2 separate regions of the Mus musculus genome follow, and region 2 is linked to region 1. A link is a contact called in public HiChIP or PLAC-seq data. All regions are on one chromosome and are shown on one strand. The core of a region is the stretch at or near the end of the contact, and the rest is flanking DNA. Distances in the headings are between cores, read along the strand shown.

Region 1 (7,903 bases), core at 1,483-3,982:
CCAGCTGAGCCAGCATACCTCTGGCCCTGGCAGTGGGAGGCAGAACTCAAATGCACTGGAGCTACAGGCTGACCTCTGGGCCAGGAAACAGCCCATACTGAAGTCACCAGAATCTCTAGGGAGGCAAGATGCTATAGGGTACAGGAATTTTTCTAGATTGTTCACATGTGAGCATAGACTTTGTGGGAGGCTCAGCTCAGGGGAGAGATGTGGTACTGGGGCATCTAGGTCACCCCAGGGCACAGACCCCAGAATCCTCAGGTCAACTGCAGTAACTCATGGACCCTTTGCAGAAGGCTGTCTTATGAGCCATGTCTGTTTTGACCTTTGACCTTGGCCACTATCTTTTTGGGACAGGTGCAGTATAGTCTCACAGACCTCCCCAGTAAAGTAACATGTGCTAAGGGAATATTACACAGCCATTAAAAGAGTTCTCTCTTGGGATTTGTTCTGTCTTTACTGGCAGGGAGAAGTGACCGCAGTTAAAGAGCAGATTATGGGCCGTGAGCCTCAGGTCCCACTTTTGATTGGGAAGGGAGTGTCCTTTTCTAATTTGGTTGTGTAGAGAGATAAGGACACCTGAGATGCTCATGCTAGCTTCTCTCACCCCCTCTTCTGGCTTTTCCTTCTGTGATCACAGTAGGGCAGTTGAGAGTGGCCTTGCTCATGTGAGTGTCTTGTCCATGTGCAGCATCCGTTGTTGCCAACGGTCTTGTTGGTTCAGTTTTGAGATGAGAGTTAAGGCTAACCAAATGGCAGGAGGATCAGGAGTTCAGAACCATCTTTGGTTACAGGCATCCTTGAGTTTGAGGGCAGCCTGGGTTACCTCAAAACAAAACAAAACAAAGCCCCACAGACCTGTGTCGGGCTTGGGCCCCTCATGGGCTCTTCTCCTCTCTTGACAACATTTGTCCTTCCAGAGTTTCCTGAGCTGTGCGTGGTGCACACATGGAATCTCAGCATCCAAGAAGCTAAGGCAGGATTGCTGCAAGGTTGGTCACAGCCTAGGCTACAGGGCATGATCCTATCTCAGAAGCAAAAGAATCAGAGATGAGAAATCCAGAAAATTCAGCCACCCAGCTGTGTCACTTTCCATCCCACATGTATAGCAAGGGCCGTGAATGAGCTTGGGGCTAGCTAGGGTGAACACTCTCTTAAGTCTCAGGCAGTCAGGCATTCCCACATGATCCCCGTAGACATGGTTCATTCCTTGCTCTGTGAAGTCAGCACCCTCCATGGAATGGTAACTCTGGGCTGACAGACAGGAACAGAGAGGCCAAGCAACTTTGCCAATGGTACCCAGCAGGTGCCATGTCCAGCATACCCTCCAGGTTCCTGGCCTGTTCAGTAGACCTATGTGCAGATGTGGTGTGAGCTTCTGGGAATGCACCAGGTCAGCCCTTCCTTCTTAAGAGTTTTCCAGGTGTGATAACATGGGCAGGCTCGAGGCACAGTCTGCCTGCCTGCCCACCAGCCTGCTTTTCACAGGCTGGAGCAATTCTCCACAGGTCACTAACTAGATCAAAGGGGTTCTCTTAGCGAGGGGGCGCCTCCTGTACAGCCCTGCCTGTCACTGGCTGCTGCATCAGCCTTTGCAAGTCACAGGCCACACACACAGTGTGGGAAGCTCAGCCCTGGTCCACACTGCAGGGAAGGGTCTCATCACGACCCCACCAGGCTGAGCTGTGGTGAGACCAGGGTGTGATTGAGAGCCTGGCTCTAGCTGCACGTTCAGCAGCTTCTCTGTCCCCTTGCCATTTCTGTGGCCAGATGCCAGTCTTCCCAGAAATACGACACTGGAGTTGGAGGGAAAGTCTGGAGGTAGCCTCCTCTTTGCATATCGTCATGCCCTTGTGGTAGACTGGTAGCAGCAGGCCCTCAGCACAGATTAATGACCAGGTAAGAACTGGCAGCCTTGTTTCCTGCTGTGGGTGACAGTTAGTTGCAGGCTGAGAGGCATAAGGCTGGCCTGAAACTGCAGTCACAGGGTCTGAGGTCGTGCCACCAGCTGGTCATTTGCTCCACTGGCCCCTGATCTATGCTGTGGCAGGGCTGTATGCACATGATGGCTATTGTGAAGTGTGTTCCTCCTCCATCCCTGTCTCATGACTTCTGCGCTATGAGTCCCAGAAGGCCAGTGGGAGCACAGAGGGTCCTGTGTAAGGCTGACACAGCCTTCTTGTGGTACAGCTGGCCACTGTTAGGTAGAGGGAAGATCTAGAAAGGTAGCCTAGCATGAGTTCCCCAGCACAATACATGGTCTTGGCGTTCTCTGTGGGGTATCCTAGCCTTGTACCCCATGTCAGAAGCCCCAACAGCCCTGGTGGCAACAGTGTTCTTAAGTATCATGTAAGGTCTTTGGTGGAGGAGGTACATGCTGATAACCCCCTGCCCCCTGCCACTGACTCCCCAGTAGGTTAAGTGAAGAGTACATCATGGACACCCCACATTATGTAGCCTGTGCATTACAATCTTGTCCCAATTTCCCTATGAGTAAACTGGGGCTCCAGGGGTTCCCATGGTAAGGGGTGCTGGGAAGTTGTGGGCTGCCCCAGAAGGCCATGATGGTCACACTGAGGTTTGCACAAAGCAGGGACTGACAGGACCCAGACAAAGAGCACCGTCAGGGGAGAAGACAGTCTAGTGCTGCCAGCTCCCTGCCACTCAGGACAAGTGGCCTCTGTGCCAAGAGGGGTGAGGTGGGTGTTGTCATGGGTACAGTGCCACACAAGGGGCATCATGACACCAGAGACTGCTGAGGGGCACAGGCCCCACCAGGCAGCACTGTGAGCTGGCGCCTAATCATCCTGTGCACAGTCCCTCTGGCTCCCTAATGAACTGGCTGCCGTTGCAGCGCTGGCAATCGTAGCAGAAATGGGCCAAGCCGCAGCTAGAGTTCTGTGCTGTAACCCTTAGTGGGCCAGAGTGTCTCCCTCAAACAGATGGCTCTTCAAAAATGTCCCTTCAATCATTGAGCTTGCCTTCCTCTGCTATGGGACTGGTGCACTTCTGTCACCCTAACACTCAGGACGCCGAGACAGGAAGATTGCCCCAAGTTTGAGGTCAGCCTTTTTAAAAGGTATTTCTGACATGGAAAGCTATGGTAGCATTGAAAAAGGGTGTGCATAGCCACAGCCAGCTGGTATGGTACTGTGGTTTAGCAAGGTCCACTTTTAAGAACTGACAAACCAGGCCTGAGCCAGGCATCCAGAGGACCCACTGTGGCCCAGTCTTCATCAGGTCAGCAGGGTTGATCAGCACCCCTCCTGCAGCCTGTAGTGTGCCCCTACCCTGGCTCCTAGACCCCAGGCCTGGTCACGTCTACATAGAAGGGATGTGGTGCAGACCTGGGTGTAGGGGCAGTCATATCTGAATATGTCCAGCCATGGGTGACCATGTTGGTGAGCTGGGGACAATGTTGTTGTCCCCTCTAGGACATGCCCTACCCTTACCAAATTCTAGCCGCTCCAGCAACAGGCTGTGTTCCGCCCTGGTTCCTATGCCATGACTGAGAGTTGTCCCTGCCACACTGGTGAGAGCAGGAGAGTCCCTGCAGTAACATGCTATCCGGTTTGGTGGTTTTATTGAGCTGTGTTTTAATCATCTCCTCTCCAGCTATTGCCTCCCCCAGCTCACTGTTTCGCATGAGCGGGTTCTGGTGTAACCAAGCCTGTCAAAAGAACACAGCCTCCAACCAGAGCTCAGAGCTCACAGAAGATCCTGGGAACCCAGGTGGCCTCACTGCTGTGCACCCAGCCTGACTCTGAGTGAGGCAGAGGGAACAGATTCAAAGTGTGGGAGCCCCAGGGACAGGGTCGCAATTGAGGCAGAACCTTTGTGCCTGACACAGCCCTAAAGGAGCCAGGAAGTCAAGGGCTTGCAACTCTCAGCAGAGCTGGAATAAGCATGTATGCACCCTACTACAAATGAGACACCTCCCAGCAGTCTTCAATCTCTAGAAATGCATGGTATACAGGCACAGTCTGTTAATGGGGATGACCCTGGGCCCAGGGGCATTGGGGCAAGGTTTAGCTAGGCACAGAGCCCTGGTCCAGCACCACAAGGGAAGTATGGGGCCTTTGTCCCGTGTTTGCCAGCCACACTCCAGTGTTTCAACTTCATTAGACAAGCACTTCTGTGACTTGGGTAGCCTTGAACGACATGTCACCTTCGTGTCTCTGAGGATCTCATTGACCTGGCTAGGCTCCTGATAGTCAGTGACGTAGAAGGATCTGAGATGGACAATTGGTCTCCATCAGGATCTGTGTAGGGAAGTGGATAGTGACACAGACAGGCAGGAGTAGGTCACATACTTTGAGGAGTACCAGTACCTAGGAGTGAGGGCCACCCAAGGAAGCAGGTGCTGCTGTCAACACAGGTGGGGTCTCTTACACAGAAGCACATTAAAGGTGTCTGTGCCATGTGCAGCCACACTAAGCTCTGGACCGCCACACAGCTCGAGGAGGTATTCTACATTACCTTAGGCTGCAGAGTGACTCCATGGCTGCAGCAGGACGCAGAGTGATGGCTGCAGGATGCCATCTGTTCACAAAGTAAGACAAGGTAGCCTGTGTAGGGAGGTGGGCGCCATGGACTCCCTAACCTCTGTATGCAGAATTGCAAGCTGGTCCAGGTGGGCTGTCCAAGCTTGGCTCCAGGTTGGGAAGCACGTGGCAGCTCATTCCTCTGGGCCAGTCTGTGCTTAATGTGCACACTGCAGATTCTAACTCTTCTTTGCCTGTGAGTTCTGCTGGGCAAGAAAGACCGGACTGCTAGCCAAGGGGCAGCTACAAGCCCCTTGGGCACTATGCTAGGCTACTTGATGGGCCACCCTGTTGGGTGGTCAGGAGAGCAGCACAGCTCTGCATGCCTGTGCCCACTTTCTCCTGGGTAGTTACAGAGGCTTCTCAGAGTGGAGCTGAGAGTAGTAGGGTTGGCAGCGGCAGGTATAGTGTCACTTCTTTCTGGCTACTTCCTGGTGATGACGGAGAGGGACAGGAAGCAGAAGTGAGGTTCTCAGGCTCTACGGGCAAATGTCCCTCTCTTTCATGACCCAGCAGAGGAGAGCAGCCTTCCCTGCATTCCCGACGGCACTGCTGTGTCCTGTGTTTCAGTGTGAGTGTGGAAGCCCCTCCCCCAGAGTTGGCACGAGGCAACAAGACATCAGCTTTTAGAGGACTGGGGACCTGCAGGTGGCTTTGGGGTCTTGCACGCAGGAAGTATTCCTGGCCCCATCCCTGCTTCCCTGCTCGAGACCCCAGCACACAGGAGGGGTGGTAATTGCAACCTTTGTGGACAATGCCACACCCCTGTGACCTCTGACCAGGGCCTCTCGAGGCAATCAGGCAGGCTCCTGGTAACCAACCGGGGATTTGGTTCTGCACTGCTAACGCCTGTGCCATGTTTAAGCTGGATGCAGTTCTGTGCTGTGCACTCTCCCAGCTGCAGCTGTTCTGTACGCCGTGGATAGCACCAGCTCTGCCGTCACTTGCTGTGTTGATCACCCTAAGACAGTGGCAAGTAGGAACACTGATGGTAACTCCAGCTAGTCATGTGTGACAGCTGTCTCAGCTTATGCTCAGCCTAGGCTATTTCTATAAGTCTGTGACAGACTATAGACCATGCTTAAGACTCCATTGCAGCCTCGGGGAAGGAGCCCGAGGGGAGCCTTCCCTTGCATTGTCCCCAAGCCCCATTCTGAGGCAGACTCAGCAGGTGGACATGTCCAGGTCAGTGGCTGGGGAGTATTCCTGGCCTTCCCAGAGGTGCTTGATGGTATGGATGCCTTGGTAGGACTGTCTTATTGTCACCTGGGTGTCCTATTGGTATGCTGGCATTCAGGGATGGTGTGAAAAGGAAGCTGCTGCCAGGCGTGGTGGTGCACACCTTTAATCCCAGCACTTGGGAGGCAGAGGCAGGCGAATTTCTGAGTTCAAGGCCAGCCTGGTCTACAGAGTGAGTTCCAGGACAGCCAGGGCTACACAGAGAAACCCTGTCTCAAAAAACCAAAAGAAAGAAAGGAAGGAAGGAAGGAAGGAAGGAAGGAAGGAAGGAAGGAAGGAAGGAAGGAAGGAAAGAAAAGAAAGAAAGAAAGAAAGAGAGAGAGAGAGAGAGAAAGAAAGAAAAAAAGAAAGAAAGAAAGAAAGAAAGAAAGAAAGAAAGAAAAGAAAAGAAAAGAAAAGAAAAGAAAAGAAAAGAAAAGAAAAGAAAAGAAAGAAAGGAAAGAAAGCTGCCGCAGGCGGAAGTTCCTGTGCCTCAGGTTCTGGAAGGTTCTCAGCAAACTGCACTGAGTATGGGCTCATGGGGTGCATCTGCAGTCCCTAGGCTGTGCTATGCAGTGCCACCATGGACTTGCAAATGTGCTGCCACCCTGGCACTTGAGGTCAGAGCCCTGGGTGTCAGGCCATTGGAATGCGGGTACAGGGTGCAGAGCCTTACAGGTGGTTGGTACAGGTCCTCTTGGCAGCCTCAGTGGAAGTGTGAGGTGTCTGTGCCATTGCGTTGTTCGTCCTTTGTCCCAGGACACCCTCAAGCCTATCTGCTGATGAGCTAAGCTAGTGCCAACGACTTCGGTGAGTGGTGCCACCCGGGCCCCTCAAGGACCCCCCTTTGCTATCAGGCATCTTCAGAGCTTACTAATCCCCAGCGGGGATAACACCTTTCCATCACAGGCTGGGCTCACTAGAAAGGGCCGTGACCACCTCAGAATCCCAGGTGGCAGTAGGACACCCAAGTGACAGCTGCCCACCAAGGAGGGAGTCTAAATTGCACTGATGGGTGAGTCCTCAAGAAGCTCTGTCCTCAAGAAGTAATGAAGTCTGAGGCAGCACCTCCTCTGGAGGGGCTTGGCCTTAGTGGCCCGACTGCTTTCCTTCTTTGTGGCTTAGGGTGTGACTTCGTTCTGTAAGGGTAGGGTGATACCCAGCCCTGAGAAGGCTCCAGCATGCAAGGGTCAAGTCAGATCCTCTGCAGAGATAAATCTTTACCCCTTAGGAAGAGAGTGACACCACAGTGGAGAACTGCCTGCTATCTCATGTGCTGGTGCTACTAAGCTGCTGTAGCCAGCTGCAGAATCCTGGGCAGCTGCTTGGGCCTCACCTAGAAGATGGACCAAGCCTTCCCTGTGGCTGAGCTGTCAGATCACCTTACCACCCTCCTCCGGACCATGTGTTAGATCCACCAGGCTGCTGCTCCCAGACCCTGCCCAAAACATTTGCTTTTGGCCACACACTCCCCATGTCTGCAGAGCTCACGTGGGGTATGTAAAGGCCACTGTCATTGCAAGGCCAGCCGGTACTGGCAGCTCTGTCCTGGCCACTGGTGCTGGCTTCAGCAGTGTGGGGCCCATGGGAGCACTCAGGTGCTTTTGCTAATTACTGACGGCAAAGTCATGGCTGAGCCATTTGGCACAGATCCCTTAATCTGCAGTTGATGAGGACTCAGTGAGGCCAGGCTCAGGAACACACAACTTGGGCACCATCTGCGGCCACTGCTGACTGATCAAGTCCCTGCACAGACGCTATCTTGCACATTCCCATTAAGCAAGTTGAGTTTGCTTGAAATCGCTCACCCATAAATACCCCCTCTCACTCAGTTTACTGGACCCAGACAGATTCCCAGTGCCTTCCCCTCCAGCAAAGAGGGGTGGGAGCTACAGGACATTCCCTCATGTACCAGGACCAGCCTTGCTGAGGCTTCCTCAGTAGAATGGGGAAGCCAGGAAGGGCTCACCATACCCACCTCTGTTTTCTTCCTCTCCATTAAGGGCATTCTAGATGGAGTCATAGCTGCTGTAGAATGGGAGCAGTGAGCTCACAGTGGGCTTAGGAGCGTACCACCCTATCTGCAGCATCACAGCCTGCAGCCCCCTCAGGAGAAGAGACGCAAGAGTATCTCAGCCACC
Region 2 (7,903 bases), core at 1,451-3,950, 160 kb after region 1:
ATGGATGAATATATGTGTGTGATGGGTGGGTGGATAAACAGAAGTGTAGATGGGTGTGTGGATGGGTAAATGGGTTGGTGAATGAGTGAGTGCTTGGGTACATGGATGAATAAAGGAGTATGTGGGTGGTTAGATGAGTATGTGGGTGGATGGATGAGTGGATAGATGAGTGAATAAATGGGTGGATAAGAGTGAATGGAAGGGTGAATGGATGGGTAGATAAGTAGATTTATGGCTGGATGGATACGTAGACTAGTGGATGAAAGTATGAGTGGGTTGATGCAAGGGTGGATGGATGGATGGATGGATAAATGGATGGTAGATGGTGAATGAATGAATGAATGAATGGTAGATGGATGGTTAGATGAGTGGGTGAGTATTTGGATAAATGGATGTTTACATGGGTGGGTGAGTGAATGTATAGAAGTATGGGAAGTTCAGTAGTTGGTTTGTTTGATGAGTGGGTGGATGGATAGTGGAATGGGTGGTTGGATGAGTGTGGATGGGTGGATAGAAGGGTATATTTGTATGTGTGTGTATATATGTAATATATGGGTGGGTGGGTGGTTGAGTGGATGGATGGATGGTTGTGTGGGTTCATGCAAAAGTGGATGGATAGATAGATAGATGGATGGGTGAATGAATGGGTAGTAAATGGACAGTTGAATGAATGGGAGAGATGTTGGGTGAGTGGTGGATAGATGGGTAAATGGATGAATAGATGTGTAGGTGCATGGGTGGGTGGGTAGATGAATGAGTGTGTGGTAAATGAGTGAATAAATGGATGGAAGAATGGGTGGATGGATGACTCATTGGGAGGCTAGATGAGCGGATGGATAGATGAATGGATGGACAGATGCATGAATAGATGAGTGAATGAATATATGTGTGGGTGGATGGTTGGATGGATGTATGGATGAATTGATGAATGTATATGGGTGGATGGATGGATGGATGGATAGATGGATTGATGGATGGATAAATGGGTGGGTGGTAGAGTCAATGAATGGGTGCATGGATAGATAAATGACTGTATGGGTGGTTAGATGAATGAGTGGATAGATGGGTGGATAAATGAATGGATGAATAGGTGGATGGATGGGTGGGTTGATGCAAGGGTAAATGGGTGATATGGATGAATAGATAGTTGGATAATGGTTGGGATGATGGATGGGTGGAATAGATGTGTAGATGGATAGATGTATGGAAGTAGGATGGATGGATTGGTGGATTGGTGGGTGAGTGAATGGAAGGGTGAATGGGCAGATAGATGGGTACATGGATGTGTAGGTGGATGAATGTGTACATGGATAGAAGTAAGAAAAAGCATATGGAAGGTTGGATGGGTAGAGGTATGGATGTATGGAATGATAGGGTAGGTGATGGGTAGGTTGAAGGGTGGGTGCATAGATGGATGGGTTCATAAGTAAATGTATGTATAGAAGTATGGGTGAATGGACAGCCGGATGGATGGATAGATGAAAGGCTAGAAGGGTGGATTGGTAGCTAGATAGAAGTGAAAGGATGAATGGATATAGGGTAGGTGGATGGGTAGGTGGAGGGGTGTAGAAATGAATGGATGGATGGGTACATGGAAAAATGAGTGCACAGATGGATAGTGATGGATTGAATAGTGTGTGAGTGTTTGAATGAATGGGTGGGTAGGTGGGTGGTTGAATAGTGGAATGGCTGGATTGGTAGGTGGTTGGATAGTTAGGTGGATGAGTGGATGGGTGGTTGAATTGGTTAGTAGGTGAATGAATGGGTGGATGGATAGGTATCAAATGTATGAATGGAGTTTGGTTCTTTCTTGGCTGACATTCTGTCTTTAGAGTAAATTCGGTGCAATCCTAAGTAACTCTCCCCAAATCTCCTTGTTCCTGTGTGTGCTGCTCTGAGTACCACCATGGTTTAAAATGTCTAAGTGGTCTCCAAGAGTGGAGAGTAAATGGGAGTCGTTGACAGAAGTGATCCAGATTTTAAAAACGTTGACAAGCTTTCATTCAACAAAACTATGTCACAGAACTGTAATATCCAGCCTACTGAGGTGAAATGGGCCCTTTCTGTTGGCAGAGTCCCAGCATGGGGCTGACTGGTTTAGGGTTACCTCCCAGGACAGTCTAAAGCCCAGGACACTCCACAGAGAACCCATGAGGACTGATTTCCCCTATACTCAGTGAAAGTCCTGTAAGCAGCAATTTCTGAAATACTCGAGTAACCCTTGGCAACTGAAGCCCATTTTGCTCATCTTTCAGCTACAGAAAACCTAGGCCCAAAGACACCTCAGCATAACCTTGTGGCCCCAAAGCACAATCCTCCTCCTGGGCCCTCCACATGCACAGATGAAGTGGAGTTCCTGGGGTCCCCACAATTCCCAGGTCACTGAGCGCCAGAGCCGAGGAGGCCCTGGAGTCTGGGAAGCCTTCCTTGGGTGGAGTGGGTGGGGGTTGCAGGGCACTGGAAGATTCTTAGTGATCTGAGCCATTGGATGGAGCTTCTATTCAAACCTCCGAATTCCACCTTCCACAGTCCGCATTCTTTAAGGGAAAAGAAAAAAAAAATCCCTTACTGCCCAAAAGGGTTCGTCTTTTCTTGTTCTATTGAGCCTTCATCTAATCGCTTCCTCCTCTAGCTGCTGGGAAGAGCGAGGTAGAGAATAAATAAATACAGAGGGGAAAAAAAGGCTGCTGAAGGCGCGTTGCTGGGCGAGGGATTTCGCCTGCCAAGTTGAGATATGGACAAAGAGGAACAGCAGGCTGCACTGGGCCGGGCACGCAGGCCGATGGCTGCATTGAGATATCCAGAAAAACAAATTTATTGGGCTTTTGCGCATCCCCAACTGGCAGATGCTCGTTAACCCGAGCCAAGGAGATTCGCCTGGCCCTGTGGTGCCAGGAGCGTGGGAAGAGAAGCCCAATGGGGCTCTGTGTGACCTTCAGAAGTTGCCTGCGGTCTCTGTGCCTTGTTGCTTAGTAGACAAAGGTTCTTTTTTTTGTAGGATTCTGGGTTGGGCTTGGATAGTACGTGGGAGATGAGCCCCTTGTCCTGTCACAGGGCTGGGGGAAGGGACAGGGCCCACACAGAAAACCAAAGTCATTAAATCCCAGAGGAGGAGGGTCCCGGGGCATGGGCACACACGGAAAGTAAACCTTCAGTTGCTGGCTGGCTTGAGAGTATTTAACTTGTAGAAGTTTGTAGACCTCAATACCCACAAATGGAGGCAATTAACCCATCGGTAACAACGGGTTTATTTTGAAATATTAACTCAAAGTGCTCCAGAGGTGAGACTCATCCAACCAGCAATAGGCATACATTAGGCACCTACTGTGTGCTAAGCACTATTTTAGACCCTGTGCCCAACATACACTTGAATAACTAAACAAGGGAATTTCAGCCAGCAAGCGATTGGAACCAAATAATAAGATGTCTCTTCTATGCTCCAACATGCCAGGAAGATGTCAGGAAGCAGTGGGAGGCTTTTAATGCCAGGGGAGGGGAGGAGAGTGGGTGGGTGGGTAGATGATGGCTGAATAGGGAGTTCAACGCTGGGATTGGTCAGCCAAAGAGAAGTGCAGGAAGAGGCACAGCCATACAAAGGCCCCGGGGCAGGGGACACAGGCACACACAGATCATGGGGTAGGATGGAGGTAGCATATTGGAGCATAGAGGAGATCCTTGTAGCTGAACCTGACAGAGGGTGTGAGAGAGAGAGAGAGGCTAGAACAGGGTGGATAGGGCTGGGAGAGCAGAGTCCTGTGAGCTGCATTGGCAACTTGGCTTGGTCCTGGAGGAGCATCTGTGGACTCCCAACAGTCTCCTTCCACCTGTTTGGACTGGGACTTGGAATCAGGAAGAGGAAATAAGCATCCCCTCACTTATAACACAGTCATCTTTGTTGTTTGTTCTGTTTTTTGTTTGGATTTGGGTTTGTTTTTTATTATTATTATTATTATTGTTTTTGAGACGGGGGGTCTCATTATGTAGCCGTGGCTGTCCTGGAACTCACTCTGTAGACCAGGCTGGCCTCAAACTCACAGAGATCCACCTTCCTCTGCCTCCCAAGTGCTGGGATTAAAGGTGTGTATCACCAAAGCCAGGCAATCTTTGAATCATTGAGAATATCTGTTATTCACTAAAAAAAAAAAAAAAACAACACCACCCTGATGCCATTTTGAAATCATTCTAAATTAAACTCCATTCTAGACTGGGCCACAGCCTTGGCTTTGAACTTGACCTGAACCTCAAACTCTAAAGCATCTCAATGCTGCTGAGCCCAGACTGAGTCTTTAGTACCAATAGGACCATGCCTGGGGACGGAGCACTGACCTTGGGTGTGACCCCTGATCCATCTAAGCCTCAGTTCTGCCACCTGTAAACTTTGAGGTATCCCGAATGTCACCCAGGGACACTGAGGGCAGGGCTCTCCCTCACCTTCTTCCCCAGAACCAGAGCTTGTGGGGGCTCTGGCATTTCTTGTGCCTTGAATGTTGGAGCCTAAAGCCCTGCCAGGCACAGCCTCTCATGCCCAGCAGGGGCCGCATTAAGCGCTCAAAACCCATTCTGGGAAATTAGACCGGAGGCCTCTTCCACAATCATGGGTCATTCTTGTCTGTGCCTCCCCAGCATTCCTGCCGAGATGATAGCCCAGCAGCGGGTCTGGGGGTGGTGATTGGGGGATTCCAGCTGGACGGCCGGCACAGGACAAAGGCTGCCTTTGAGTAACTGCAGATTTCAAGAGTTTCTGGACCCTGGCAGACTATGTCACTCTCAAAGAGTCCAATCTCCAGAGATGGGGACACCAAGGGAGGGGGGGAGCCACCTCTACCAGCTTTGTGGCCCCTCAGATTTGTGGGCTTGTTCAGTGGTCATCACCTTGAGTGGCTGAAAGACGAGATGGGGCCAGGTCTACATTGATTTTAGAGCTGGAGCAGACTGCAGGTCCATGGTGATCCAGCGTGGTCAACCGTCCACAGAAAATCAGGATTCGCATTCGCTTCTGAGAGAGCAGCCTCTCCTTCCCACCCCAAGGTCTGTGTTTTGCCAATGAAACAAGGGACTGAGACTCGGTGGGCAGAACTGGAATTCAAGACCATTCCTGGCTATACAGTGCGTTTGAGGCCAGCCTAGGCTACAAGAGACCCTATCTCCAAACTACAAATAAATCACATCCTCTTCCAGGTTCCTCCATATTCCTGACTAGTTTGTCTCCCTCCTTTACAGTGGTAGGAATAGGCTCAGAGAGGGAGAGCTTCCCGAATCACCACAGGCCAGTGGTGCAGCTACAGCAGCAAACCTCCCACGTGGCCCTGGGAGGCTCCCTGGTGGCATTGTGAAGGCTGAGGGGTCAATCCTTGCAGCATTGAATTGGGGTTGGCATATGGGTCTAAATGAAAGTGTCACAACACGGGGCTCTCCGACATCCTCTCTAGCCTATCTCAGGTCGACACTCCTGAGTCAGTGGAAGTCATGTTGGAAGATCATTCAAGCCATATCACCCAGAGAGAGCTGTCAAAGGCCTCAAAAGACACTCAGATATCTCACAGACTGGGGGTGCAATGCCTTCCTTCTCTTACCAGTAGAGATGCCCAGTTGCCTCATAGAGTGAGATTTTGATACCACTTCTTACCTCTAGGAGATGTCTAAGACTGCATTTCATAAACCCATGCCCCTTCCTGTGGTTCCATGGATGTCTGGGGTGTTGGCTCCTCCAGCCCCAAACCAATCTCCAGGTCACTGGGTTCCAGGCTCACACCTTGACATGGGACAACAATGGAAGATTCCTGGCAAGACTCACCCAGCTAATCCAGTACCAGGCTCTCTCTTGACCTATAAAACCTCACAGGGCGGGATATATATATGTATACACATACATATATGAATGAAAAGATAATTCACATAACCATAGCAACTGGAAGGAACCAGGAATTGGAAATTGGATCAGGAATTGAAGGTAAATCTGCCCTACATAGGAAGAACCTGTCTTCAGCTAGGAGCTTGCCGAGTTCTGGGAATTTGGGTCCCAGCACCTTCGGGACAGCTCACTGCCCTCTGTAGCTAAGAGGATCCAATGCATTCCTCTGACCTTCCTAGGAACTGCAGTCCTGTGAAAACACATACCAACACAGAACCTAAAATAAAAAAAAAATAAATAAAGTTTTAAAGATTTAAAAACTAGGCAGGAAAAAAAAGTCAGGTGCCAGATTGCCTTTCTTGTCACACGTACAGAGGGTCTCCATCAGACCGGTCTCTGTGGGGTGTCCCAGCCCCTGTGGGAGGCTGGGTAATAGTCCTGTGCCCATTCAATCGACCACAGTTTCTACCCACAGTCGGAATAGCCCAAGGCCTCCCAGCAGATGTTTGAAGACTCAGTTTCCCTGCCTTCATTAGCCCTGTCCGCACACAGTGCGGACCCAGGTGGGGACACCCAGACAGGGAGTCCCTGCCTAGAATCCCTCGTTGAGTGCCCACCCCCACTGGACCCAGGCAGACCAGGGAAATGAGATTAACTTCAGGCAGGGTCTCAGCCGCCTGAAGGACGGCATATTGATCTCCATGGTTCGAAAAAATTAAATGATATTGCGTTTTGTTATTTAAAATGCTGTCCAAGCAATTCCATAATGGAAAGAGTTGGCTCAGGGCCAGGAAGTGCCCGTATGGAAGATCACGGATGGGCCCTGTCGTGATGGAGGGCTTCAGAAAGTGGCTGCTATCTATTAAACCCAATAACAACAACGTTTAGTGTATGACCAGCTCACCCAGGGCTCACTGAAGTGAAACTCAGAACGGGTCTATTTGAGCCCGCTAGGACTGGCTGCCATGGTGGCAAAGTAGGGCTGGGACAGAGTGGGCAGGATGGGTGGTATCCTGTGTCAGCATGGAAGGCGTGGTGTGACAAGCCTTGCCACAAGAGGTCAGGGACCAAGGGACAGCTCGACAGCTCAGACATTCTAGGGTGCTCTGTGGAACCCATGGCTGTACCAGAAAAGGCCCCCAAAGCCCAGAACTGTGTATGTAAATGATATTCTGAAACTTCCACCCTTCTGGAACACTACAGAGGGGCTGGGCGAGGTCAGAGGTGGAGCCCCGCCCGGAATACACACACACACACACACACACACACACACACACACACACACTGCCCCGTGAGGGACTTGGGGTGTGGTCAGGGGTGGAGCCTCCACCTAGAATCCCCTTGCAAGGGGCTGGGGTGGAATCAGGAGTGGAAACCAGAGTAGACTACCTCAGAGAGAGGCTAGGGGTGTGGTCAGGGGTGGAGCCCCACCTAGAATCCTCCTATGAGGGGCTGAGGACGTGGTCAGGGGTGGAGCCCTTGTCTAGAATTCCCCCAGTAAGGGGCTGCTGGGGTGTGGTTAGGGAATGGAGTCCCGTGTAGAATCCCCCAATGAGGGACTGGGTGTGTGGTCTTGCCTTCATTGAGAAGGCCCTGGGTTCCATGCCCTGAAATTCACACTCATACAAAGGTTTAAACTAGACCAAAGCAGGAGGTTGGCACCTTCCAAAGCCATGAAGATCACAGTTTGCTTTCAGAGATCAACAGGTACAATTTTTTTTCCTCAGTGATGATAAGCAGACATTGGCTCAAAAGCCTACATCTGTGCCCTTATCCCCAGTTCTAACTCTTCATTGCTATGTTGCTGTGTGACTAGAAAAACACCTTTCCCTCTTTGGGACTCACCTCCTGCACAGAGAAAAAGGTACAATCGCAGGGTATGTATACAAGGTGCCCAGGATAGGGAAGTGAGTTGTGGGTAACCAAAGTGGGTCCACATTAGGTAGTTGGGAGGGTTACTTACAGCTCCCCAAAAGCAAGAGAGAGAGAGAGAGATGAAAAATCAGGGACTGAAAGTGAAAGGGGGCCTGGATCCCCAACTGTACAACTCTG

The links. HiChIP or PLAC-seq counts read pairs in DNA pulled down with a chosen protein or histone mark.
Region 2: an H3K27ac HiChIP or PLAC-seq map of oligodendrocyte precursor cells shows a contact between it and region 1, with 18 times the contacts expected there. The contact joins two enhancer-like sites. A contact is called at or near these places in 1 of 15 datasets of contacts at CTCF or cohesin (the NIH/3T3 cell line), 16 of 484 Hi-C or Micro-C datasets (B cells, CD4 T cells, bone marrow-derived macrophages and 8 more), 7 of 115 datasets of contacts at active chromatin or transcription factors (the HPC-7 cell line, SST interneurons, a beta-TC-6 cell line and 4 more) and 3 of 9 other capture datasets (adipose tissue, liver and pancreatic islet).

Annotation. Positions count from the first base shown.
Region 1 is chr17:56,377,714-56,385,616 of GRCm38.p6, forward strand. The region is part of intron 8 of Kdm4b (lysine (K)-specific demethylase 4B); the gene reads left to right. Gm32715 (a long non-coding RNA gene) reads right to left here. Exons shown (of 3, transcript XR_003952227.1): 3 at 1-4,747. Among named protein-coding and RNA genes, the nearest start is that of Gm32715, 7.0 kb to the right of the region's middle. Within about 2 kb of position 2,733, at least 44 of the 459 cell types and tissues checked have an H3K27ac peak or open chromatin away from gene starts, as enhancers often do. A contact at or near this core is called in oligodendrocyte precursor cells, where this site is marked.
Region 2 is chr17:56,533,546-56,541,448 of GRCm38.p6, forward strand. No RefSeq gene overlaps it. Among named protein-coding and RNA genes, the nearest start is that of Tincr, 17 kb to the right of the region's middle. Within about 2 kb of position 2,701, at least 24 of the 459 cell types and tissues checked have an H3K27ac peak or open chromatin away from gene starts, as enhancers often do. A contact at or near this core is called in oligodendrocyte precursor cells, where this site is marked.